Regions from separate parts of the Sus scrofa genome. Here regions 2, 3 and 4 are each linked to region 1. A link is a contact called in public Hi-C and promoter capture Hi-C data. All regions are on one chromosome and are shown on one strand. The core of a region is the stretch at or near the end of the contact, and the rest is flanking DNA. Distances in the headings are between cores, read along the strand shown. Region 1 holds the start of HACD3 (very-long-chain (3R)-3-hydroxyacyl-CoA dehydratase 3). Region 2 holds the start of DENND4A (C-myc promoter-binding protein). Region 3 holds the start of CLPX (ATP-dependent Clp protease ATP-binding subunit clpX-like, mitochondrial). Region 4 holds the start of RAB11A (RAB11A, member RAS oncogene family).

What was found. Promoter capture Hi-C pulls out the DNA fragments that hold promoters and counts their contacts. Hi-C and Micro-C count contacts between places; a contact is called where the count stands out from the background.
Region 2: a contact with region 1 is called in a Hi-C map of liver, with 2.9 times the contacts expected there. The contact joins the promoter of DENND4A here to the promoter of HACD3 in region 1. A contact is called at or near these places in 1 of 5 promoter capture datasets (liver) and 2 of 47 Hi-C or Micro-C datasets (liver and skeletal muscle).
Region 3: a contact with region 1 is called in a Hi-C map of liver, with 4 times the contacts expected there. The contact joins the promoter of CLPX here to the promoter of HACD3 in region 1. A contact is called at or near these places in 1 of 5 promoter capture datasets (liver), 3 of 47 Hi-C or Micro-C datasets (liver and skeletal muscle) and 1 of 2 datasets of contacts at active chromatin or transcription factors (alveolar macrophages).
Region 4: a contact with region 1 is called in a promoter capture Hi-C map of liver, with 4 times the contacts expected there. The contact joins the promoter of RAB11A here to the promoter of HACD3 in region 1. A contact is called at or near these places in 1 of 5 promoter capture datasets (liver), 2 of 47 Hi-C or Micro-C datasets (heart right ventricle and liver) and 1 of 2 datasets of contacts at active chromatin or transcription factors (alveolar macrophages).

What each region holds. Positions count from the first base shown.
Region 1 is chr1:163,523,727-163,529,586 of Sscrofa11.1, reverse strand. It overlaps HACD3 (very-long-chain (3R)-3-hydroxyacyl-CoA dehydratase 3), which reads right to left and starts at 3,715. Exons shown (of 11, transcript XM_003121729.4): 1 at 3,408-3,715. The coding sequence starts at 3,494.
Region 2 is chr1:163,786,369-163,792,059 of Sscrofa11.1, reverse strand. DENND4A (C-myc promoter-binding protein) reads left to right here and starts at 1,796. Exons shown (of 34, transcript XM_021100187.1): 1 at 1,796-2,010. It overlaps LOC110261793 (a long non-coding RNA gene), which reads right to left and starts at 1,711. Exons shown (of 4, transcript XR_002346338.1): 1 at 466-1,711.
Region 3 is chr1:163,220,503-163,226,955 of Sscrofa11.1, reverse strand. CLPX (ATP-dependent Clp protease ATP-binding subunit clpX-like, mitochondrial) reads left to right here and starts at 4,889. Exons shown (of 14, transcript XM_021100084.1): 1 at 4,889-5,215. The coding sequence starts at 5,137. It overlaps LOC106506879 (a long non-coding RNA gene), which reads left to right. Exons shown (of 2, transcript XR_001302504.2): 2 at 304-654.
Region 4 is chr1:163,853,601-163,860,164 of Sscrofa11.1, reverse strand. RAB11A (RAB11A, member RAS oncogene family) reads right to left here and starts at 1,911. Exons shown (of 5, transcript NM_001031788.1): 1 at 1,872-1,911. The coding sequence starts at 1,911. It overlaps TRNAQ-CUG (a tRNA gene), which reads left to right and starts at 2,378; the gene lies at 2,378-2,449.

The sequences.
Region 1 (5,860 bases), core at 2,466-4,965:
CCTTGATAAATGAACAAACACTTTAACAACTATGGTTTCAGCACAAACGAATCCTTCATGCTTAGCCTGAGAGTAACCCTGACCTAGCCCCACTGGACTCTGGCTGGCCTCTTTGCTAGTGCTCACCTCAAACGCAGATAAAGCTGCTGTTAAAGTCTTTATTTGCTTGTTTTGGGTCATCATTGTGGCTTGCAGAAGTTACCAGGCTAGGGATCAAACCGGAGCCACAGCAGTGACAATGCCAGGTCCCCCACCCACTGAGCCATGAGGGAACTCCTGAAGTCTTTATAGTGTACCATTCCTCCTCACATCAGTGGTGGTTTCTTACCAGTCACGAGTTCTGTAGCCCCAAAGACAGAGTAGAGATGGGAAAACCTGATGGTTCTCTGTGTCTTAGGAAGGGAAGGGAACAGGACTTAGGCTCCCAAACTGGAATTCAACACTAAAACTCACTTAAGCATAAATTATGGAAAGTAGGGGGCGATAGAGAGCTGTCCAACAACTCAGCACCTAGCCTATGTGAGGCAAAAGCAGGTACTCTGCTTTTGTCTCCACCAACGGTCCTCACTGAACAAATAAATGAATTGCTTCACCGCGAGCCAGAATCACCATTTCATGGGCCCTACACAGAGCAATTGAGATTTTTTTTGTTTTTAAAGAGCAGCCTCTGATGTTCCAAACCCAGCCTGGCACTCACAGCTAGAACATTTTATTCTGCTATTGGACATAATCGATCTGACAGAATACCTTGATAAAATCAAAGTCCATTTCATAATTTTATGTAAGCACAAACAAAAACACGGCCACAATGCCACCTACAAAATACCAGACACCCTTCATCTCTTGGCCAAAACAAGTGACTGCAACTTCTCCACCAACTATAGTTTTATTCTTGTGCTAGTCTTCCTTCTCTATATATATGAGATTTATTCAGATACTCAACCACAGAATTGCCCTTATTTTTTAACAGCATCTAATCTAGAGCAACTCCTTGCCTCCTTAGTCTGTCCCCCAATCGTCAGAGTCTAAATCCTACAATCAGTTTCAACATTCCTAATGAGCAAACCCATGGGGTATACTTTCCCTTGCTTGTATGAGTAATAAACATAACTTGTTTAACTAGAGGTGTGTTCTTGACATGCTCTGGCTATAGGGCACCGACATGTGCAACAAGTCAGACAATGTGAAAGTCTATACCTTCTTTCTGGAAAGTTCTCCCAGTCTCCCAACTAGAATACTTCATCTTATTTCTGGAAGTCACCTCTTACTAATGAAAGACAGGTAACAAATCCCTTTAACATCAGGGACCTGGTTCAATATTCAACTTCAGTTCTACAAATAAACACACTCATGCACAAAACTTTTTGCTTGTATATGATAATACGCTTCCTCCTAGATAGAATGCCCTTGGAAAGCTGTCTGACATACTGGAAAATCTGTAGTATTCCACACATGGTAGAGAATTTCTTTTATGAATGGTATTAACATGTTGCTTTAAGCTGAAATAGATGCCTCATAATTAGAGATGGGAAATCTCAGAAAAACCAAAAACTCAATTGGTGGAAAAAGATTTAATTTTTCCCCCAAAAATAAAAGAATTTCTCTCTCCAAAAGAAAATTTCATTCTTTCCCTCCACCTTTACATTTCTTTACCTACAATAAATTCCAAACACATACCTTCATGACTTAAGATCTACCAAATATGATTAACACATGTGTTCATGTTTCTTAACTGAATGATTTATTTAGATCTTTCAGGAAAAATATAAGTATGATGCATTCTTTCATTTTTCCAATTTACATTTTTTTCCACCAACACCACCCAACTTCCCCTAAAAACAGCTTTTTTATTTGTAGCTTCAGAAGCATTCCAGAATATTACACCTGTATTACTAGAGAGGGCTTGCTTTTATTTAATTGGTAAATAGTGCTTAATATTTAATGCTTAACTGAATACTTAAAAGAGACTGCCATAACACATGTTCTGTACTTTTCTTATTGATTGAAGAATCCTCTCTAGAAGGAGACTCTGATCCCTGTCTACAAAGATTTTGTTTGTTTTTTCCTTTTTTATCAAAACTCCCTGGAGCAGAGTAGAGGGAGACAGCACAGAATGTTTATTCATCCTCTGATGCAAAAGTGTAATTCAGCCTGATTTAACACATTAAATGACACACTGGGCAATGCCACAGCCTATTTAAAGGCATTCTGGCCAGTATTTGTCTTTTATCTTTCTTTCTTTCTTTCTTTTTTCTTTTTTTTTTTTTTTTAGGGCTGCATGTTTGGGATTCAAGCCACATCTGCGACCTATACCACAGCTCATGGCAACGCCAGATCCTTAACCCACTGAGTGAGGCCAGGGATTGAACCTGCATCTTCATGGATCCTAGTCGGGTTCGTTAACCACCGAGCCTGGAGGGGAACTCCTGTCTTTATCTTTCAATGAGAAAACAGGTTTATAATCCAGAAGCAAAAATTTAAATTCAACATATTCAAGACCACAAAGAGCACCTACAGCTGGCAAGACAATACGCCACATGGGCTGACAGATCCAAACATAAACCTCTACCTCAGAGGCAGAGAGAGTTAAGTGAAGGAGGCTACAGAGTGCCATAGATGTCAAAGAGAGTAGGAAGTAAGGATGACTGCAGAAAGAACATTCCCGATGGAAAATTCCAGTTCCCCTAAGACGAGAATCCTGCATAGTGTGGACAGAGACATGGGGGTACTCAGGTCCTGAAATCTCCACCGTGTAGTAGGCCTCAGTCTGTTCATATGCGGGCCAATGAGATCAAACATAAATGCCCCAACAAGATAATTTTGAAGTTCTCTATGCAACTCAGCAAACCTGAGCTCACAGCCCTGAGAAGGGGGCGGTGGGCGTGAGGTATCTTCTCTGAAGTCTTCTGGACTTCAAAATTAACAAGAATGACACCCACCACTGAATGGCTGGGAGGTGGGTGTGGCCCCTCTGATGCAGCTGAGGGGACTTAACTGGACCTCTCAGGCCAGCAGAGACGTCCAGCCAAGGCCCAGGAAGCCAGTGTCACACGGCACCCCCAACCCGACGAGCTCTTCGCGAACCCCGACGGCCAGGCCTCCAAGGGCCATGCTCAGGTTCCATCAGGCCGCAGACTGCGAACAAGGAGGCGGCCCGGGGCAGCCTCCGCGGCCCACACGGGCCTCACGCATCACCCGAGGCACCCGCAGCCTTCAGGGAGTCGCACCCACAGTCTGCCTAGATGAGGGCCAGTCTTTGCTCGGGCCTGGACGCCAAGAGCGCATCGCGTCGTGGATCGCATAGGCGCACTGCTGGCTCTCTGGCACGCACCCGGACAATGGGGACCAGTATCCCAGCTGGTCCCGGGAGCTACGACCCCGCGAACGTCAAGCCGCCCGGCCTTTACCTGCACGTCACTCAGCTCCACGCGCAGATACAGCTCTCGGTGCCGCTGAGCCCAGTAGACGTGAGGCGTGAGCACCTGATTCTCCATGACCACACTGCCCAGGGTGCGGGGAGACTCAGCTTGCTGAGCCTATTTCCCTCAAGTAGTGCGCGGCTGGAGCCTGCCGAACGCAGGCCGCAAACCCCAGGGCTCCGGAGTGCCTGCTGCCTCCAGATGACCCACGCTCTCGGGCCGCGCCTGCGCAGTGGCGAGCGCGGGGCGGGGGGAGCGGGGGCAGCTGCGCGGGCTCCGGGCCTCGGCTCGAGTCTGGTGGGGGCGGGGCGGGAGGGGGCGGGCCCAAGAACCCGGGAAGCTCCAGTTTGCTGAGGCGGCCTCCGGAGTTGGAATTGGCTAGTGCGTCGCGGTTCCGTCTCTTCTGGAGGAGGCTTAAAAATAAGCATAAGAGGGGATTCCCACTGTGGCACAGCGAAGTGAATCCGACTAGTGTGCCTGAGAGTGGGGATTCGATCCCCGGCCTTGCTCCGTGGGTTGAGAGTCCAGAGTTTCCATGAATTGTGCTGTAGGTTGCAGGCATGACTCGGATCCCATGTTGCTGTGGCTGTGGTGTAGGCCGGCGGCTGTAGCTCGGAATGGACCCCTAGTCTGGGAACTTCCACATGCCGCAAGTGCGGCCCTAAAAAGCAAAAAAAAAAAAAAAAAAGCATAAAAAAATAAACTCTGGGAGTTCCCGTCATGGCGCAGCGGTTAACGAATCCAACTAAGAACCACGAAGTTGCGGGTTCAGTCCCTGTCCTTGCTCCGTGGGTTAACGATCCAGCATTGCCGTGAGCTGTGGTGTAGGTTGCAGACACGGCTCGGATCCCACGTTGCTGTGGCTCTGGCGTAGGTCGGTGGCTACAGCTCCGATTCAACCCCTAGCCTGGGAACCTCCATATGCCGCGGGAGCGGCCCAAGAAATAGCAACAACAACAACAACAAAAGACAAAAAATAAATAAATAAATAAACTCTGGTAACTCACTAATTCAGCATTTACCTACTCTGTGCCTGAAGCTAAAATCCCGAGCTTCAGGAGTAAGACACAGTACCTGAGGTCTCTTAAAAGATACTAGTAATTGCAGACATAATAAGGATGACGATGGTTATAGGGGAATTGGTGTGGGAGAGGGTGGACGAGTGTTCTCTGAGGGGAGAGTAAGCCTAAGGGCCAGAAATTTCCATAGGGCTTTTCCATAGAACTTTATGCAATGATGGAAATATCCTTTTCTGTGCTGTCCATTACAGTAGCCACTAGCCACATGAGGCTTTTGAGTGCTTGAAATGTGGCTACACAGGTTGAGAAACTGAATTTTTAATTTCATTTACATCTAATTAAATAGTCACAAATTAGTGGCTGTCCTATGGGACAGGAGACTTGTCTCTTAAAATAAGAAACACTAATTTTTGTCTAATTTAAACTATCTCATCCATATCCACATCCATGCCAAGTCTGCTGCAGTGAAGAATCTAAGAGGAAGCAACATTTCTTTGAAAATCAGAAATCTGGGACAAAAATTAAAGTTTCAGTTCTGTTAGCCCCTATTTATTTAGTGAAATGCTGAGCACAGGGAACCAGGGATGAAATGATGCCAGCTCTCAGAAAACATTTAGCTCAGAGGTCAGGTTGTATAAGATATAGAGTGGTTTTTTTTTTGTTTGTTTCTGCTTTTCTTTCTAGGACCGCATCTGCAGCCTATGGAAGTTCCCTGTCTAGCAATCTAATTGGAGTTGCAGCTGCTGGCCTACACCATAGCCACAGCCACAGCAACATGGGATCCCAGCCATGTCTGCAACCTACACCACAGCTCATGGCAATGCCGGATCCTTAACCCACTGAGCAAGGCCAGGGATCAAACCTACATTCTAATGGATATTAGTCAGGTTACCACTGAGCCACAACAGGAACTTCTCCTAGAGTGTTTTAACGTGGGGAATGTGCTGAGCTTACAAAGAGGTGGGAAGGTGGGAACTGAGAGTTGTAGAAAAAATGGGCAGACATTTGAAAGCAATCCTTGAGAGGCAGTGAAATGCAAGGAGGAATTTGATAGAGAAAGGAGCAGCATTAGGGCAGTGGAAGCACAAGGCAGGAGTCCAAAGATGAAGAGATATGGAAAGTTCTTTATCCCAGGCATTAATGGCATGGAGGAGAGAGGTTGCCCTGGGTCTGGAAAGACAGGGAGTGAATTAGGAGAGTCTTTGTTTGCGTCAATGAAGTGTTTGTACTATATCCCACAGACATGTGAGAGTCAAGGAAGTTTGTTACAAGAGGTTAGCAAAATCAAATATGTGCTGGGCAAAACAAACTGTCAGTGAGGAGAAATTGGTAGTTAGGCAGACTATTTGGAGATGATGCAATCTGCCTGGTATGAGAATGAAAACAATAACTTTGATAACCTTGAATTTTAAAAATAGAATT
Region 2 (5,691 bases), core at 547-3,046, 260 kb before region 1:
CCCCAGGTGTGGTCATAAAAAAAAGACAACAAAAACCCCCCAAACCAATAAGTGTACTTATCAAACAGCACTGATTAGACAACTACATAAAACATACAAAACAATTAGGAACAAATTACTTAACAATTTTCAGTGAAACTAAAATTTTCTAAATTTTTCTGTATACAGCCTTATGTGATGCTCACACTTCTTTTAATCAATAAGGAAATTAAAGATCAGAACATATAATTTGACACTACATAATAGTGTAGAAGAGGCTCAACCCCAAAGTTTTTTGTTTTACTTTAAATCCAGTTCTTTGGCCCACATATCACCTAGATATGTCATACCTCTAATATCCCTGCTCCTACCTCTCTGCTCTAACAGGCATCTCTTACTCTTCAATGGCTTTCAGCTGCAATTACAATAAAATCCGATCCTGTTTCTATGTCTTCCGAGGCCCTGCGGTAATGGGCCTCTACTCACCTCTCCAATCTCAGGACAGGCTCCTCCTTGCACCATGGACTCCCCTCAATTCCAACAGCCAAGTTCTTTCCTACCACAGGTCCTTTGCACAGCCATTTCCTCTATCTTAAATAATTCCCCAGGGCATTTCTTTCATTATTGGCTCCTTATCCCTCGGATGGGCCTTTCCTGACCAGTTTTTTCAAAGCTATCCTGGTATCTGCTTTTCCAAAATTTTGTTCATAACCTTTATAGCATGCTTCCCTGAAAATGTGATGAAATATTTGTCCCTCTTTTTCCCACTAGACTGTCAGCCCCAAGAAGCCAGACAGTTTGTTTCCCTCACCACTGTGTCCCCTCAGTTCGAGTTTCAGTGAATCTGTTGATTGAGTACAATGGAAGAAGTGGAGACAGGATATAGAGCTGTAAACCTGGTTAGTAAAAGCGATTGATGCCTATTTCTGCACAATTCAGGAAAGTTGACCTGAAGTCTTTTCGGGTCATATTTTTTACTTCATTTGTCCATGTAATAATATCTAACACTGAGTACTTTCAGGTACCATACTAAGCATTTCACATGCATTATAGCATTTAAACCTCAGAGCAACCCTGAGCAGTAATCAACCTTTATTATCCTCATTTTTCAGAGGCAGCTTGCCAACAGCCACTAATGGTGGAACCATAGCCAGGTTTAAGTAGGCCGTATTCCATTAATCCAATGTAATATACACTCAGTCAACAATAGGTGTTTTATCAACGTACTTTTCAGAGACACCCTCCCCCCATTTCCCCATTTTTACCTGACCTTTAGTATCCTGGGACCGAAACCTACTAGTAGGTGGTTGCTAACTCCTCAGGGGGGTTTCCTTGGGAATCTGAGTGCCCTGGATAGAGGAGCGGCTGCTCTGGCAGACGCGAGAAACTCTGGCTAGGCAATGTCAGGACTCTGGGACTGCTACAGAGGAAGGAGGAAACATCCGTTGGCCCTTGACGGATCCCTGACCCCTGGGGTGATGAAAGTGGAAGGGAAGGTGTGTGCCGCCCACGCTCGCCTCAGGCTCGGGATCTCCCAACCCGAAGGGGAACCACAGATCATTTCCCCAACTCTACCGCGCGTCACGAGAGAACGCAGTTCCGCTCCGCCCACCTCCTACGCCAGTCTCAGTATCAGGCGCTAGGACCCCACGATCCTCAACCCGGCCCTGTCCCGCCCTCTCGGGCACCAGCCTGACCCGCTATTGGCCCTAGCTGGCCGCGATCCCCGCCTCCACCCCCTCCGTCACTGGCAAGATGGCGCCGGTTGCGGCGGCTGCGGCCGCGGCGGCTGGAGCCAGAGAAGGAGGCGGAGGCAGCCGCGGCCGCGAGGGGAGGGGGAGTCCCGTCTGACTGAGACGGCAGGCCTGGGCGGGCGGGGGTGCCGCGCAGGGCGGAGCGCTGGGCTGGGATGAGCTAAGCGGGTTCCGAGCGCCGCGGCATTCAGCCCCTCGTGTCCCGCCGTGGTTCGTGAGTGGACTTGGGACCGCTCCCCAAGCTTGATCCGCTGCTCGCGCGGGAGCCAGCGGTGAGGTGAGTGCGGGGGCGCGGCGCGGACAGCTGTGGCATGTGGAGCTGTCACTGCCCGAAGCGGTGACAGACGTGGGCGCGGGAGCGGGGCCGGCCAGGCTCAGAGATGTGGCGTGGATGGCCGCGACCTCCACCCGGAGGCTTCTCGGATCCTGGCTGTCCTCCGCCGGCTGGGTCATCTCCGGATGGCGCGGCGGTGCTCAGGGTAGCACCCGCGCCTCTGCGTCGGATGCTTGGGGGGCTTCAATGTTTTCATTCCGGATTTTCTATTCTGGGCTGGTCTGGGGCTCTGGTTGAGGGATGGGGGTAGGGGCGGGGGCGGTGAGAGGGGAGGTCCTGGAGCTGGGATTTTGACAAACCCGTTACGTAAGACGGAGGTGGCCTCCCGGAATCCCACCTGCTTGATGTTTTAAACAGGCGGCAGCTGGAGCTTGGCGGGCCCCCAGAGGCCTGATTTTTCTCCCCGGGGTCTGTCTAGCTTACACCCTGGCCAGCGTGAGCCTGGTCAGCGTCCAGGTTGGCTAGTTTGGAGTGTCTTTTCCAGTCTTTTGGGCGGGGGGGCGGTAAACAATTTCTGGTCGCCACCATTCCCTTTGAAGTTTATCGCTTTCGGGGTGGGGGGGGGGAAGCTTGTGACCTAAAACTGGGTCGCAGCTTTTCATTATCGTGCTTTTAAATGACAGATGTGCTAGAAGATTTTTGTTATTGTTACAGTGTGCTTTTAATTCAAACGTGTGGTTACGCCTGGAGCCTTAGAGAAGGGTTTTTGTCTAATAGGACAGTTATTTCTTGTTTGCAACAGCAGGATAGGCATCTGTCAACAGGCATGTATTTATTTGAGGAGAAAACGCGTGTCAGTTAGCTAGAGACCTTGAAGGCAGAAATTGTATTACTCCGTGAATATGTTATTCTTTAAGATATTACCGCTAATGAAAATAATAGTCCAAGTTTAAAAGAAGCAATTTTACAAGATTAGAAGGTGTTGTTTGGTGTATGTAGTCTTTATTTTCCGTTTGCCCTAGTCTACCTTTTCTCTCCTCTTGGGGAAGGAGGTGGAGACACCTGTAAACAGCGTAGCCCAGGTTACACTAATCTATTGTAGTACATTTGAGATTATTGTAAAAAGTAGTCTCCCAGGGACCTAAGATAGGGTAATAAGTAAGAACTCTTGGGCAAGTTATTCAGTTTATGTTTAGATAGTGGGATTCAGCTTTTGAAAACCAAAGTATACATAATTTCTGGGCTATTTGAACTTATAATGAAACAGAAGACTGTTTTTGGCCTCTTCTGTGGGAACTGTTTGGCCAGAATTAAAACATTTTGGGTAACTTTTACTTTATTTTCACATTTTCTCTTTGGACTGCAGCTGTCAGTAGGAGTCCAGAAAAGTGTATATTGTCATCATCATCACCATTATACACGCTTTCTGTTACAAAATTTTCTTGTTCTGACTGATTAAACATAGATTTAACTTGGTTGTGAAATTTTATAAGAATATACTTGTTAGTAAAGTTGATTGCTCTTGACACCAGCCCAGTATTGGGAATAAATATAAGTGAATTTTGGCCTGAGTTTTGAATTTATATACACAAATTTGCACTTTTGAAAGTTGGTGAAGCGATATAAATTTTCTGTTTGTGCAAGAGAGCCAGGAAGCTGATGCTGATTTGTTCTGAACTTTTCCACATGAATTACCACTGGCTTAAATAGTTATTGATTCTTAAGCTCCTGGAGCTGTTGGCCTATTTATGGCAACTTGAATAAAATTTGGAATAATTGGGAAGCTCTAAGAAGGAAGAGATAAACACTGTAAACCAGCTATAATGGAAAAAATAAAAACCATTTATATAAAAAAAGGAAGACATAGAGTACATGATATTTTCTAATTCATTAAAAAATAATAAAAGGCATGGACGAATTGTAGAAGAAAACATTATTTACTCATTGAGTGACATTAGTTATCTTTTTTCACTTTATTTTTTATTTTTTAATTTTATTTTTATTAGAGTATAGTTGATTTACAGTGTTGTGTCAACTTCTGCTGTATAGCATAGTGACCCAGTCATACGTATATGCATTCTTTCTCTCATACTATCTTCCATCATGTTCTATCCCAAGAGATTGGATATATAGTTCCCTGTGCTGTACTATATTTTGTTTGCAGAGTTTTTTTTAGCTGTCCACTTACTGTGAAAACCTAGATTTAAGCACCAATACAGAGATGTTTGTTATATTATAAATCTTATTGATTCCTATTTAAATTATGGTTTATTATTCTAAGTGGAAAACAGAAGTGGCTGTAGCAGGAAAATTGACTGGTTATTTATTGTCCTCTCTGATGTCAGAGACTCATCTTTTGGGACTTTGCTTGTTCCTTCAGATGTGAAAGAAGAGAATGACTGAAGAAATAACAAGTTCATCTTTTCTTGTTTGTTTGTTCAGTGCCCTGTTGATTATTGCTCAGTAGCATTTGGAGGTTGGGAAGAGTCAAGTACTCCATGCTTCATTACTCTGTATCATAGCTGCCACTTCAAATTCTAAAACTGCAGTGTAGAACTTTATACATAAGAAAGGATTCATTTTTATAGTGTGTTACCATAATAGTAAAAATTTGTAATAGTCAAAATGCCATATAATATTGAGGATTAGTGAAATTAATGATAGTTAATCTATGTGGTGAATGCAATTATTAGTCAATTTAAAAACTATTTACTTGCATGAGAAAGCACAATATAGTACTGAGAGAAAAATCAATATAAGGAATTATATACTGTTATTTATAATATATGCATATAAAGGCAAAATTGTTGACAGGAAATACATAAAATATTAAAAGATATCACTGGATCATAAGATTATAGGGTTTTTTTTGTCTGATTATAGGTAATTTTTATTTTTAGTGTTTTTACTTTGTTCTGTCTTCTGAATAGTGTTACTCTAATCATCATCATCATCATCATCATCATCACAAAAATGACCTTAAAATATTTTCAAGAGTTATAGGTGAGGAGTTCCTGCTGTGGCTCAGTGGTCACGAACCCGACTAGTATCTATGAGGACGCAGGTTCCATTCCTATCCTTCTTAGTGGGTTAAGGATCTGGCATTGCCCCACATAACCACTGCTCCAACAGAGAAACTACCTTATAATTCATTATTGGCAAAGCTAACAGAAAACACAGTGCTTGTGCAATGGAATAATGGAAACAGCTGAAATGCTCTAGATGAAGGCATTCTCCTAGTTACCTGCACCAGCCTGGGAGTAGTTTTACATATATGGATGCTCCTATTAGTGCACATTGTGACTCTCTAAACTCTTTTCTGTTTGTATCTTACACCCAAACTGTTCTGTGTTGCCAGTGCCATCTATTGATGGACTGCTTGACTTAGTCTTTTCCTCATTACCTCATCAGTTGGTGGGCAGCAGTTTTTGAATGTTTATGAGGTGCCAGGTACTTACTTTGCTGGTCACTGAGGACACAAAGGTGAATTAATGAAATATGGTTTCTAACTTCAAACTCTAGTAGAGAACCATTTCTTTTCTTCTTGGGACATCACTGCATATTGTATACTCTACTTTTCATGTCTCACAGTTCATGTCCTGGCACCTCAGGCAGTATCCTTTTTCTGGTTGTCACATTTCCATATGGGGAAATACGTTCTGAGTTCCAAATAATCTATTTACA
Region 3 (6,453 bases), core at 3,640-6,139, 300 kb after region 1:
GCAAAACAAAAACAAACGAAAACTTTAGGTAAAGCACTTAGGTATTTTAACAACTATCCCAGGTCATTGTTGGCAGAAGAAAGGGTGGTGGTAGAGGCACTGCCTTAATGAAATGGCAGTTTTTAGTCCCTGATGCAAGGTATTTCTGGGTAAGAAGAGAATCTACATACTTCTAAAATCTCATCAGCTTTTGGAGGAAGATATAGGGTTGTAATGGAAACAGCAGTGGAGGTTAGAGTGTGAATCCTGGTTCTGCTGTGACCTTTGCCCCATCGCTTAAACTCTGTGTCTTACTTTTCTCAGCTGCAAAACTGGAATGCAGATAACAGCAATACTTCCCTGGGTTGCTGTGAGAATCACATAAGGAGGAAGATGTGAAAGCACTTTGTAAAGTTCTAACCTATGTTATTAGTATTACTCTGAGTCTCCGACTACCTACAGACATGAGACTTTTTCTTTTGTCCTTATCTTTTAGAATATAAATGTTGAGTTCCTGTTATGTACCAGGTGAGATTAATGTCTGCTGATCTGAAGGACCACTGTTCAGCTATGAAAAAGAAATGTCTTTATTCAGAAGCTACAGTGATTCCCATCAGAATGATGACTCTCTGAGAGGCTGTATCAGAATCTCTGGTAAAGGAGAAGCTAAGTTTTTTTCTGTTTTTGTTTGTTTTCAAATGGAGTCTTGGGTTAAAAAAGACAAGACTGAAAAATACAGTTTTAAAATCTGGAGGCTTGAACCCTATTTTTCTCTTTGTTTCTGACTCATTGCATGACCTTTGTCAAATTCCAGACTTTTCATAGGCCTGCTTCCTCGTCTGAAAAAATCAAGTGCAAAATTGGACGATTCACTGACTCTAACCTATAAAAATATTCTTCACTTAGCAAATCACTTGATTCTGAAAGGTAGAAGCAAGTATAAAAGGAAAAAGTTTTATATAAAGTGAAGACATATGTGCCTTTAGCTATGCAGTTCACAAAAGGTAAATAACTCAAGGGAAACTATTGGAGCTGGAAAATTGCATCTCACTTTTGTTTTTTAAGCACCAGTAACCCCTCAGAAAAGAGCTGAAAGTAGGTGTGATATTGAAGTATTTTGTTCCAAAGAGCTGCTAAGACCACAAGTGTTAACCATCACTCCCCTGGTAGAGAATCCATGTTATCACAGGGAACAATCTCAAATGACTCTGTGCTTCTGATAGGAACTTGACTAGAGGTTATACATGAAGTGCCAAGTGAGAGAGAAGGGTCCTAGTGTGCAGCTAGAGCCCCACTGCTCTTTGCCCAGACATCAAGCTCTGCTCCATCTCATGGCCACCTGGCTACACTCTGCAGCAAGAACACTGTCCCAGCCTGTGAGTTTCAGGTCAGGGCATGTACACTTATAAATGGAACATGCTCCTTTGTCAAACAGTCAAGTGGTTCCTAAAGAATGACCTTTTATATTTGAACCCTTTCTAACACAGATGGTATTTTATTTAAATGTGATACTCCTCTGTGCTCAAATACCAAATGGAAGTCTTGATATTTCTCCATGGTACAAGTCCCCCAATTTGAATACTAATTTGTAAATCTTATAAAATTTACATCATCAAAGAGCCTAGCTGTCTCAATCCAGGCTCATTGGGTGCCGATCCTAATAATCCAGGTATGTGCTTTGGGGTGATGCCCTGAAACTACCAAATTTATGTTGCCTGTGTGATGACACCATTACCAGTCTGATGCCAAAGCTACATGACCTTTGTTCATATTTGAGAAAAAGTTAAACTGAGTTGTGTACAGCTCCCTTTGTTTTATATTTTCTAGGACAAAGTCTACACTCTGTTCATCAGGCTCCTGAGAATTCCTTCTGGGACACTCGATCAGTTGGAGCAACCATTGCATAAATTTGTAGAACTTGTGTCCATTAACACCTCTTTGTCAATTATAATTTGCTCTAATTTTATGTCAGATTTTCTGAAGATACCATCCTAGCTTTCTGCCACGCAGAAGTAGTTGGAAGATAAGTATTTAATTAAGTATTTACAGAATTTCTGCTATGTATTCATCCCGCATATAACGAAATACCTACCTTAAGAGAGCTCAAAGTTCAGTTGGGAATACAGGCTAAATACATAAAACATCAGCCCATAAATAAAATTACATGCTCAGTCATCCTGGGAATGATATAAGGATATATTACAGAACAGTATAATGTATTCCTATGTCATCACACCAGTGGCACATATATTTGTTTTTCTTACCTACTGCCTTATCTTCCCCACTAAAATGGAAGCTCCATGAGAGAAACTTCTTTTTAACATTTTTGGCTCATGTGGTTTCCTCAGTGCCTGGCATGTAATTGGTGCTTACTAAATTTTGTTGACTGAATGAATAAGTCAAGTTCTTAGGATATTCAGAGAAACAAAGGATTCATGGAGTGCCCCCAGAGGAGCCTTAACTATGCTTTTATTTAGCTTGCTTTATAGCAATCGGTAGATTTTAGCAAACAGTTTATTTCTACAATAAATAAGAAAATGTGTATATAACTGAAATAGAAAATGTGTATATAATTGGAATGAAAGGAATTTAAATTGGGTGTTAAGAGTCGATGAGACCCTCTAAGCTTATTGCTAGGTTTTCCTAGAATCAGTTCTTTTCAAACATTATTTTAAAACAGAACAACTATATTTTCAAACAAAATATGATAAATGAAACAGATAAAAGTAAAGCTGCTCTGGAGTTCCCACTATGGCTCAGCGGCAATGAATGTGACTATAATCTGTGAGGATGCAGGTTCGATCCCTGGCCCTGCTCCAGTGGGTTAAGGATCTGGCATTGCTCTGGCTCTGGTGTAGGCTGGCAGCTGCAGCTCAGATTCGACCCCCATCCTGGGAACTTCCATATGCCACAGGTGTGGCCCTAAAAGTTCAGAAAAAAAAAAAAAAGCAGAGCTGTTCTGAGCTCTGATTGACGTTGGGGTGGCATGGAGAAGGAGGCAGGGGAGGTCCACCCTCTTAGTTACCTCATCCCACCAAAGAGCTATCTATGGCTTCTGAGGGATTCTAAGAATACAGTTTGAAAACTGAATTGGAGGAACTTTTTTTTTCTTTTTGGCCGTCCCTTTGATGTCAAAAAGATGTTACCGGAATCGGGGTTCTTGTTCACGCAGCTGATGAGTGAACTCTGCAAACACACAGGCAGCAAGCAAGCAAAGTCTTTATTACAGGAAAGCAAATAGTTCCCAGTGCTGCCGGGAGGGGGGAGAAGAGCCCCTGTTCTCTATTGTCTTATAGGGGTTTTTAATCCCTTAAAGATGGGGGGATACCAACACGGGGTCCAGAAAGATGTTTTTTTTTTCCCATTGGCCTTGCCCAGTTACCTATATCAGTCCTTGTCCAGTAGAGGTTGTAGGGGTGTAAATTTCCTGTAAGTCTCATTGTTTCTTTGCCCTTTTTGTCCCGTAAACTGAGTCACAGTTTACCTGGGTGTGTAGGTACATTCCCTATAGTAAACAAGGCGTGTGGGGAGGTTACTCCCTGGACCTCTTAAGCCACAATGTTAATCAACAGCCATATCAAAGAAGGCATTGAGGCCCATGCTCCTACACTGACTACCTGAGTTATTATTCTGCCTTAATCTGGCCAGGGATCAGAACCATGCTGCCACCTACACCGCAGCTGAGCCAACACCAGATCCTTAACCCACTGTCTGTGCCTGGCGGGGGATTGAACCTGTGTCCCAGCGCTCTGGAGACGCTGCCGATCCCCTTGTGCCATAGCGGTAACTCCCGGAGGAACTTCAGAGTCTCTCTTCTTCAAAATTCTATTAATGATGGCAGGTAAGACCTGGGCTCTCTTTTGGTCCCTGCCCCTTTAAGGTGAGGAAGTTACCAGGAATCAGCTCCAGGAGAGACAAAAACACACATGTGTGGCCTGGAGCCAAGGCCAGTACCCCTTTTCATGGCCAGACCCAGGGAACTAGAAGCCACATTTCTCTGATCCAAGATTGATAAAGGCTAAATAACTTGACGTTGGCTTGCGTTCTCCCGGGCCCCTCCTTCCCTGCCCGCCTTGTACCCGCTCAGAACTAAAAGTCTCCAAGCTCATTCAGCAATTTCTCTGGGCTTCCGAGTTGATCAGAATTTTATATACAGAGTAAATAGTCTGTTGCCAACCGAGATGAGAAGAGAGTTTGATTCATTTGTCACCATCCTGCACCTTGTCAGCTAGCTGGTTGATCTCCTTTACAGATCCAGCGAGGAACCAGGCATGCAAACAAGGGTAACAGAAGAGAGATTAAAGAACAGTTTTTACCAGGGTGTGGTCAGGTTTAAGTGAACTGACAAAGGCGTGTAAAGCACCCAGGGACTAGAACAGCTGGAAGAGTTATCACCACTAGGCCTGAAAAAAACAAGGGAAGAGAATGGTCTTCCAACAGTTGGGAACTTGGTAAAAAACACCTCCACTTCCATGTTACAAATGAGTAATCTAAAGATAAGGAAAAGATAAGGAACATAGGATGTGGATGGGTAAGGAACTTATTGACTCTTACTGAAATGGCGGCTTTCAAAACTCCTCCTGGGGCTGGCTAAGCCACGGGTCTCACTTGGACGTACCCAGCCACCAGTCGAAAATGACCAGTTTATTGCTAGGAGTTGGGACTACTACTCCCGGCATGCATTTCTCTGCTTCTAGCGCAAACTTTTCAACGCTAGGATAAAGAGAATTGTGTGCCGGGACTTGTAGTTCCCTGCTTGGGGTGGGACGTCTCCTGGAGCGCGCTCATTGGCGCTGAGGTCACCGCCCCCTTCCCCTCGCCCTACCTCAGCGTCTCACGCACGCACACGCGTGCCCACGCCCCCTCCCTAGGCCCAGGGCGCAGGCGCGCGCACGCTCCTCGGACCCCGTAGGCGGGGCGGGGAGGGGGGCCGGGGGAGGAGGAGGGGGAAGTTGTGGGGGGGGCGAGGTGTCTATTGAGTAGAAGGCAGTGGGTTATGAAGAGCGCGAAGGCCCTGTTTTCAGGCGGGTGGACTCTGCACTGGGCCTAGAGCCGGCAGGAGGTTCCGGAGCCAAGCCAGCGAACCTTGAGAGTAGCCATCGACCGCTGAGAGCCGGAGGGCAGTAGGGGCGAAGCCCCGGCCTAAGCCGCGCGGAGATGTCGGGCTGTGGCGCTTGTACTTGCGGCGCCTCCGCCGCGCGGCTCATCACCTCGTCGCTCGCCTCCGCGCAAAGAGGTAACGAAGTAGTCCTGACCCGAGCCCTTTGCCTAGTCGCCGGCGGTGAGGATCCGGTGGAGGGCAGGAGGCTTGCCTATCCCATCCCGAGGGTGTGAGGGGGTGCGCGGCCCTTCTCCTGGCACCCCTCACTTTCCGTGTGATGGGGCTCTGCCAACCTCTGAAGCAGCTGTTTCTTACTTTTGAAGCGAGCCCCTTGTGCTCCCCCTCACGGCCGCTTTCAGGCCTTCTGACACTGGGGCCAGAATGTGCCTACTTCGCAGAAACTCTGAGCTACAGGCACAAAATACTCGGTTCGTTGAAGTGTCCCAGACCCCACTTAAAGCTCCGCCAGGTACTGCCGCTTGCCCTGGCTGCGGCTCCCCTTCCGGAGCCCGGCCGGGTGCCCCTTGGGCCTGTTGGGGACTGCGGGAAGGGCTCAGGTGAGGGGCTGCCGCGGGGGGCCGAGCCGGCGGTCTGGGACGCAGGCAGCGCGAGGCTGGCAGTGTCACAGTTGCTGTGTGGCCCCGCACACCGGGACGTAAACGGGACTCGCCGTACTTTTCAAGGCCCACAGGAAAGAGCCCGAGGAGATGGAAATTCCGCAGAAATTGTTTTTGAACTACTTAGGTGTCTCAGCAGTTGTTTGCGGATTTTCTGAACTTGACGGTGCCAAGTAGTTTTTAAGGGTGATTCTTGTTTACCTTTCTTTTCTCTTTATCGGGAGATGTGAAAGAGTGGCACTCCGGCCAAGAGATTTCCGGAAAAGAAACCATTTTTTCTCTTCCCCAAGTCTATAAATATCAGACGAGGCTAGGTCCTGCTGGGTCTTGTAACCACTAACTTGTAGACAAATTCATTTTGTTCTGGATTATCAGCTTATGATCTCTGGATTTTCAAAATGCTCCCTTTTCCTATTTTTAGCTGAATTGCGAAGTCCTTATCATTTACTAAATGTTTGTTTTTTGACCGTTTATTTCACAAAGAGGGATTAAATGATGTGTGGGCAGGAGCATTTTGTAAAATGGTACATAAATCCAAAGGAGGGAATTTAGTTCCAAGAGACTGTTAAACCTGAACAAGTGGATGCCGCTATTCTAGGAATTTGAGTTTAGTGGAAGTGACATATATTTAAATTCATTTGTTTGACAAATCTGAAGAGGGCCTACTATGGGCCAAGGCCCTCTTTTGTTGATGGATATGGAACAGTGAACAAGTCCTCACCTTCAAGTTTAAATCCAGTGAAGTAGGCAATGATA
Region 4 (6,564 bases), core at 662-3,161, 330 kb before region 1:
GCTAGCTAGCTAGCTGCCCGCTGTTCTTGTACCTTATTTAAAAAAAACAAATCTCCCTTTAATGACTAACACCGGTCTTCAGAGTCTCACTAAATATTTTCACCAGACCTCAGATGCCTTTAACCAATAGCATACAAATGAATCCATGTTCCCTTTCTGTATCTGTAAAAATGACTTTCCACTATGTGGGAGGTGGGGGTAGGAGTGCATAGTGAAGGTACTCACCCTATATAAAACTTGAGAAGACTAAGTGCTTATAAAGGTATATCATCAGCTATAATGCCAAGATTCGCAAAGTACTGGTAAAGCAATGTTTCTCGCTTTGTTTAGTCAACCATTCTCAGCACCCAGTGGCAAAGTCAGACACAGTCACCAAGCTTAACATTCTTTTTTAACTCCACCCTCCACTGTAAAGCTTTAATAGCAATGGCTTCTTCCTCCCTGGTAATGATCTTTGTTCAGCATACTACTGATGGCTGCCCTCCTAATTCAGGAGCAGAGAAAGAGCATCAGAGAGAGCGCATTCACTGAACAAAAAAAGCATTTACTGTACTTTTCTCTCTGAAAACTGTACCTTTTATCTTTGTTGATTAAAAAAAAAAACAAACTATTTGGATTCTTTCTGGACTAGCCAATAAGCAATTTTTCTTCACTCCACCCTCCAATGTTTTGTCCAAGGGCACTACATGTTTCCCTATCTTATAAAAAATATTTAATTTGACCAAAGAGCACACAACTTCGCCATGCGCCCCCCTCCCAACTCCCATATTTTGGCAAAGGTATGTGACCAACTAGGACTCTTCCCTTCCTGTTCTAAAAACACCAAAAGGTTGGATCCTCCCAGTGTTGCAGCAGGAAGCAACCAGTCCATAGCGATAAAGCAAGCTAGTATTTGTGCAGCGCACAACCTTTCCTGCTCAGGAACTGGGCCTTCAGGTCTGGCAAGGATAACAGCCGCCACCCATCCGCAACCCCTTGTCGGGAGCAGTGTTAAGAGTTATCCTGGGCTGGTTGCCGCTGGGTAGGGAGGGTAGGAGAAAAAAAGGATGGGTGCAAGTCACATCGGTCTGCCGGTCACTGCGACAAGTACGCGCGTGGGTGATGGGACCATCCCTCTTGCCCTAACCCCCACCACCACCACCACCACCCTCAGGGTCGCACAGGAGACACGGGAGAGCTCCTAAACTAAACTATGTGGGGAGAGGAGGCAGAAAAAGAGTTACCAACCACGGGGGCTGTGCGCGAAGGTTACGGACCTCGAGAGCTGTGGGGCGGGTGGGGGTGGGGCCGCTGGCCCGTTTGGGTTTTAACCAGGGCCTGGCCAAGGAGATGGGAGAACCGGACTAGGAGAGGCGTCTGGCCGTGGGGAGGGGCGTGAGGAGACGCAGAGGAGAGGCTTGCCCAAGGGGAAAGGGAGGTTGATAAGAAAAAGACCTGTAGTGGAAGTGTGCGCCGAAGGAAAGGTGTGGGAGCAAAGAGAAAGGCCTGTCAGAGGGGCTCGGGATGTCTGCTGAGGGGGCGCCCAACCCGAAAAGATGGAAGGTGGGAGGGGCTCCCCTTTGAAGAGGCCGTGGAACCCGGGAAATAAGGAAGGCGATGTGGGAGAAGGCAGTCAGCAGCGAGAAGGGGGCACGGTAGGGACGCTGAGGCTTCCTAAGGCCTCCGGGGAGGTCGCTAAGAGCCAGTGTGGAGCCTAAGTGAGGGGGAAAAAAAGGGACTGAGCTGCGAGACGGCAAAACGAACCGCACTGAGAGGAAGGGCTGAGGAAGGCCAATCTCAGAGCCGGGGCAGCCCGCCGGGCGGGTCCCCCGGGAGTGTCCCAGGCCCCCGAACCGGGACTCGGGGGCCTGTCCGAGAGCCCACAGCCTCACCTTTGAAGAGGTAGTCGTACTCGTCGTCGCGGGTGCCCATGGCCAGGCGGAGGAGCGAAGGGGCGGGAGCAGTAGAGAGACCGGTGGGACCAGGGGGCGTCGCTGCAGGGGTAACCCAAGCGCCGAGCTTCAGCTGCCGGACCGGGTGAAGAACCCCTCCCTGCCGCTACGCCACTTCCGGCAGGCCCCAGCCCCTAAGGGGAAGTACTTCCGGGGAGGCAGTACTCCGCCCCTGAATCCAAGAAGGCGGTAGGCGTGAACCTCGTGGGTCTCAAGTTCTGAGCCACTCCAGAAGGTTCCGAGGAGCTACTGAGCCCCGGCCTGTCGACTGACCGCACTCCCAGCTGCTGCTCACCACACTTCCTGGTCTCCTTTATTCCGCGGGCCGCCAGGCGGAGAAGCCGGGCGCTGGAGAGCACTGCAACACTGATTCCTTTGGTGGAACTGTGGATGGGGGCGGGGTTATCTAAGGATTAGAGAGCCGAAGGCGGCCTCTTGAGCGTGTCGGTTCCATGGTGTAATGGTTAGCACTCTGGACTCTGAATCCAGCGATCCGAGTTCAAATCTCGGTGGAACCTAGGACACTTTTTCCTAGCTATGTTTTTATAATTCATTTACTTATTCACTAGGTGATCGAGGTACAACCATGGTATATCTGTCCTTGAACTAAGTAGAGAGGAAATGACACATGTCTTTGCCTGGGAAAACTTCATATAGTTCCCTCTTAAGTTCTGTGCTGTCACCTAGGTGCTTTCTAAGTAGCCTCTGCGCTTCATTTTTTTAAAATGGGCCTTTGGACTTAAACCTGAATTCCAAAGCTTCCGTGACACCTGATTCCTTTTGCTAGAATCAGAATTCCTTTTGCTAGAATTCCATTTCTCCAGGAATTTCTCAAACCATCTCCAGATGTCATTCAAAGAACCTCGCCCACCCTCCTCCTCAAAATTCATCAAGAACTTCTTGCACCCTATTTGTCATCCCCTAAGCTAAACCTAGTTACATAATTATTTCATTTAACACACAGAGCAAAGGATGGCAATTAACATTTTAGCGGAAATGTGGATGGGGAGCCTCAAGAGATTACCGAAGACCACACAGCAGTACCTCCCTGTATTTTAAGAGAGTTTGTTAGGCTAAAAAGTTTTTCCCCTTTATTGTCAAACCCCACTACCACCTATATGCAATTTAGACTTTGGGGCAAGGGTACCTGTAGTAAGCTGAATAATGGTGCCCCAAAGATGTTCACTTCTCAGTCCCAAGGAACTGTGAATATGTTAGGTTACATGGCAAAGGGGAATTGCGTTCGCAGATGGACTTAAGGTTGCAAATCAACTGACTATAAAATAGGGAGATTATAAAAATCATTAATAAATACATATTAAAAGAAATAAAATAGGGAGATTAGCATGGATTCTTCAGGTGCGCCAAATGTCCTCTCGAGTGTTCTTAAAAGTAGGGTAGACAGAGGAGGTCAGTGATGTCATGTGAGAAGGCCTCAACCAGCCCATGTGGCTTTGAACATGGAGAAAGGGGGCCAGGAGCCTAGGAACATAGAAGCTTATTATAGAAGATGGAAAAGGCAAGGAAATTGATTCTTCCCTAAGGCCCCCCAGAAAAGAACACAGCCCTGCTGACATCTTGATTTTAGCCCAGTGAGACTCATGTCAGACTTTTGACCTACAGAATTACAAAATAATAAATGTGTGTTGCTTTAAGTCGCTAAGTTTGTGGTAATTTGTTTCAGCAGCAATAGAAAACTAATACAGTGCCATTTTCGATGCTTTCTGTGACAGTATAAAGCAACAGAAGGTTTACCTAAGGCCTAGATACTGCCTTGAGCATTATCCATGTTAGAGGAGAACAAAATTACTCAAACAGCTAAACATTATGTGTACTACAGATCACTTATGACACTCCTAGCACAACTCAGGTAGATAGTCAGGATGGATGCAAGAAAAGGGGGAGTATCAGTTACCAGACAGGCCTGAAGGAGAGTTCTGGCAACATGCCACAGTTCAGAGGGGCTGAGATAATTAGGAAGAACTCCCTGGAAGAAGAGGAACTAGCATTGACCCCTGAAGAAAGTAAGGAAACTTATGTGGGGAAATGGAGGAAATTAGATGATAAGAGCATGTTGAGCAAGGCCATTCATGCTCGAGGAAGAATTATGAACTTTTTCCCTTAAGTCATTGTTTCTCAATGGTGTGTCCTGAGAAGGTCAATAGTATTCCTCAAAAGAAGGAACTGCATGTTTCAATAAATTGAGAAGCACTGTACATGGTTTTCCCTACCTTAGAAGGTCCCCTAGCACACTGGTATTTTAAAGTCTAAATATGCCACTCTGAAGACAAAAAATTTTAACTGTGCTGAACTTAGCACTTCCTAGATTCACCTGTGAACAAAAAAAGAGCAAAGACTATTGTTCACCATCCAGTGATATAAGGGTTAAATCACAACCTATTGCAGTTACCTACCCTGACCTCTTAGGAGCAGTTTCTGAAAACTACCTAGAGGGCTATAGTCATCAGCAAGACCTTGAATAAAACTCACAACTCTCATGTTGTGTATTTCCCTTTAAATCAGCACACCAAACCACAGCACTCTTTTCCTGGGGAACACCTGAGCACTCCTCTGAACATTTGGGAGGGGGCCATAAAAGATTTGTGGACAGAGAGGCGACTGAAGTAAATCTGGCCTTTGGAAAAGTAAACTGTGTGGACTACAGGATTAGGATAAAGAAAGACTGGAGGTACAACAATCAGTTAGAAAGCTGTTGTAATTAACTAGGCACAAAACTGGTATAAAAATAATGGGGCATAGCGAAGGGACTAGAAAAGCCAGAAAACTCAAAAGCTGTTGTGGAAAAATCCATGGTGAATGGATTCCATGGACAAAGAAGAGGATTAGGGCTTTGCTTTCTTGTTACTAGCCCTCCTCCCCAAAACAAGAAAGACTTAATTTTACTTCAAATAAAAAGTAAAATTTAAAGTAAAGGGGAGGAGGGCTAGTAATTGCTTGATGTATGTTTTTTAAATCTCTCAAGAAATACAGGAGGAGTTCCTGTTGCGGTGCAGCAGAAACGAATCTGACTAGGATCCATGAGGTTGTGGCTTCGATCCTTGGCCTCGCTCAGTGAGTGGGTTAAGGATCTGATGTTACCATGAGATGTGGTATAGGTCACAGACGCAGCTCAAATTTGGCATTGTGCCAGTGGAGTAGGCCAGCAGCTACAGCTCAGATTTGACCCCTAGCCTGAAAACCTACATATGCCGTGCCCCCCCAAAAAAAGAAATAGAGGAACTTAACGTAAATGACTTAAACAATACAGAAATGTATAGTAAATCCTTAGTGTCCTCCTCCACTTTCAATTCCTCCAACCCAGAGATAAATAACTCTTTACTTTCTTTTATTTTTCTTATGCTTTTTAGCACCACACCTGCGGGATATGGAAGTGCCCAGGCTAGGGGTTGAATCGGAGCTGTAGCTGCCCCCCCGGCCTATACCACAGCCACAGCAATGCCATCTGTGACCTACACTGAATCTCACAGCAATGTTGGATCCTTAACCCACTGAGTAGGGCCAGGGATCAAACCCGCATCCTCATGAATACTACTCAGGTTCGTTACTGCTGAGCCACAACGGGAACTCCTACATTTTCTTTTAATATATATAAAGTCAAGTTATGTGTACTGTTTGTCATCTTGAACAATCTTTCTACACTAGTCCATACAGATCTAATTCATTTGCTGTGCAGTTTTCCTCATCAAGGATGTACCATAGTTAGTACAACCACCCCATTCCCTTACCCATGGATAAGGCAAATAATAAGTGTTCACTAAATTAAAACCTATTCCTAAGCTATTTTTCCTTGCCCACTTCCTCCTTAGAGGCTAGAAAAAACAAACATTCATTTTCCCAGCTACTCTGCAATATTTTAAATACTGGTATAAAAATATACTAGCAACATTGGATTTCCTGTCATGGCTCTGTGGTTAATGAAACCAACTAGCATCCATGAGGACACAGGTTCCATCCCTGACCTCACTCAGTGGGTTAAGGATCCGGCGTTGCCATGAGCTGCGGTGTAGGTCATAGATGCGGATCGGATCCGGCATAGGCCAGCGGCTACAGCTCCAATTCAACCCCTAGCCTGGGAATCTCCATATGGTGAAGGTGCGTCCCTAAAAAAAAAAGACTATATATATATATATATATATATATATGTCTTATATATACACATACCAGCATGTGTATATAGATATATACACATATATATAAGTGTGTATATATCACACACACACACACATACTAGCAACAGTTTTAATTTTTGCCTGTCTGGTTTGCCCAATAATTCCTCTTCTCCAATAACCAGTGAATTGCAAATATTTTCTCCTATGTTTAATAGCTATTTATATTTCTTCTGTGAATTGTCTGTCAATTTTCATGTCCATTTTCTTTTTGGATTGTCTATCTTTTCTTATTGATATGGACATTCTTCTCTTTTTATATTCTACCTTTTAATCCTTTGCCTGTTATATACGGCACAAATATTTTCTCCAAATCTATCACCTGATTTTAATTTTATTAATGATGCTTTTTTCCATATGGAAGTTTTAGATTTTACTTAATCAAATCTCTCTCAATAATTTATTTTATGGTCTAGGAGTTCCCGTCGTGGCTCAGTGGGTAACGA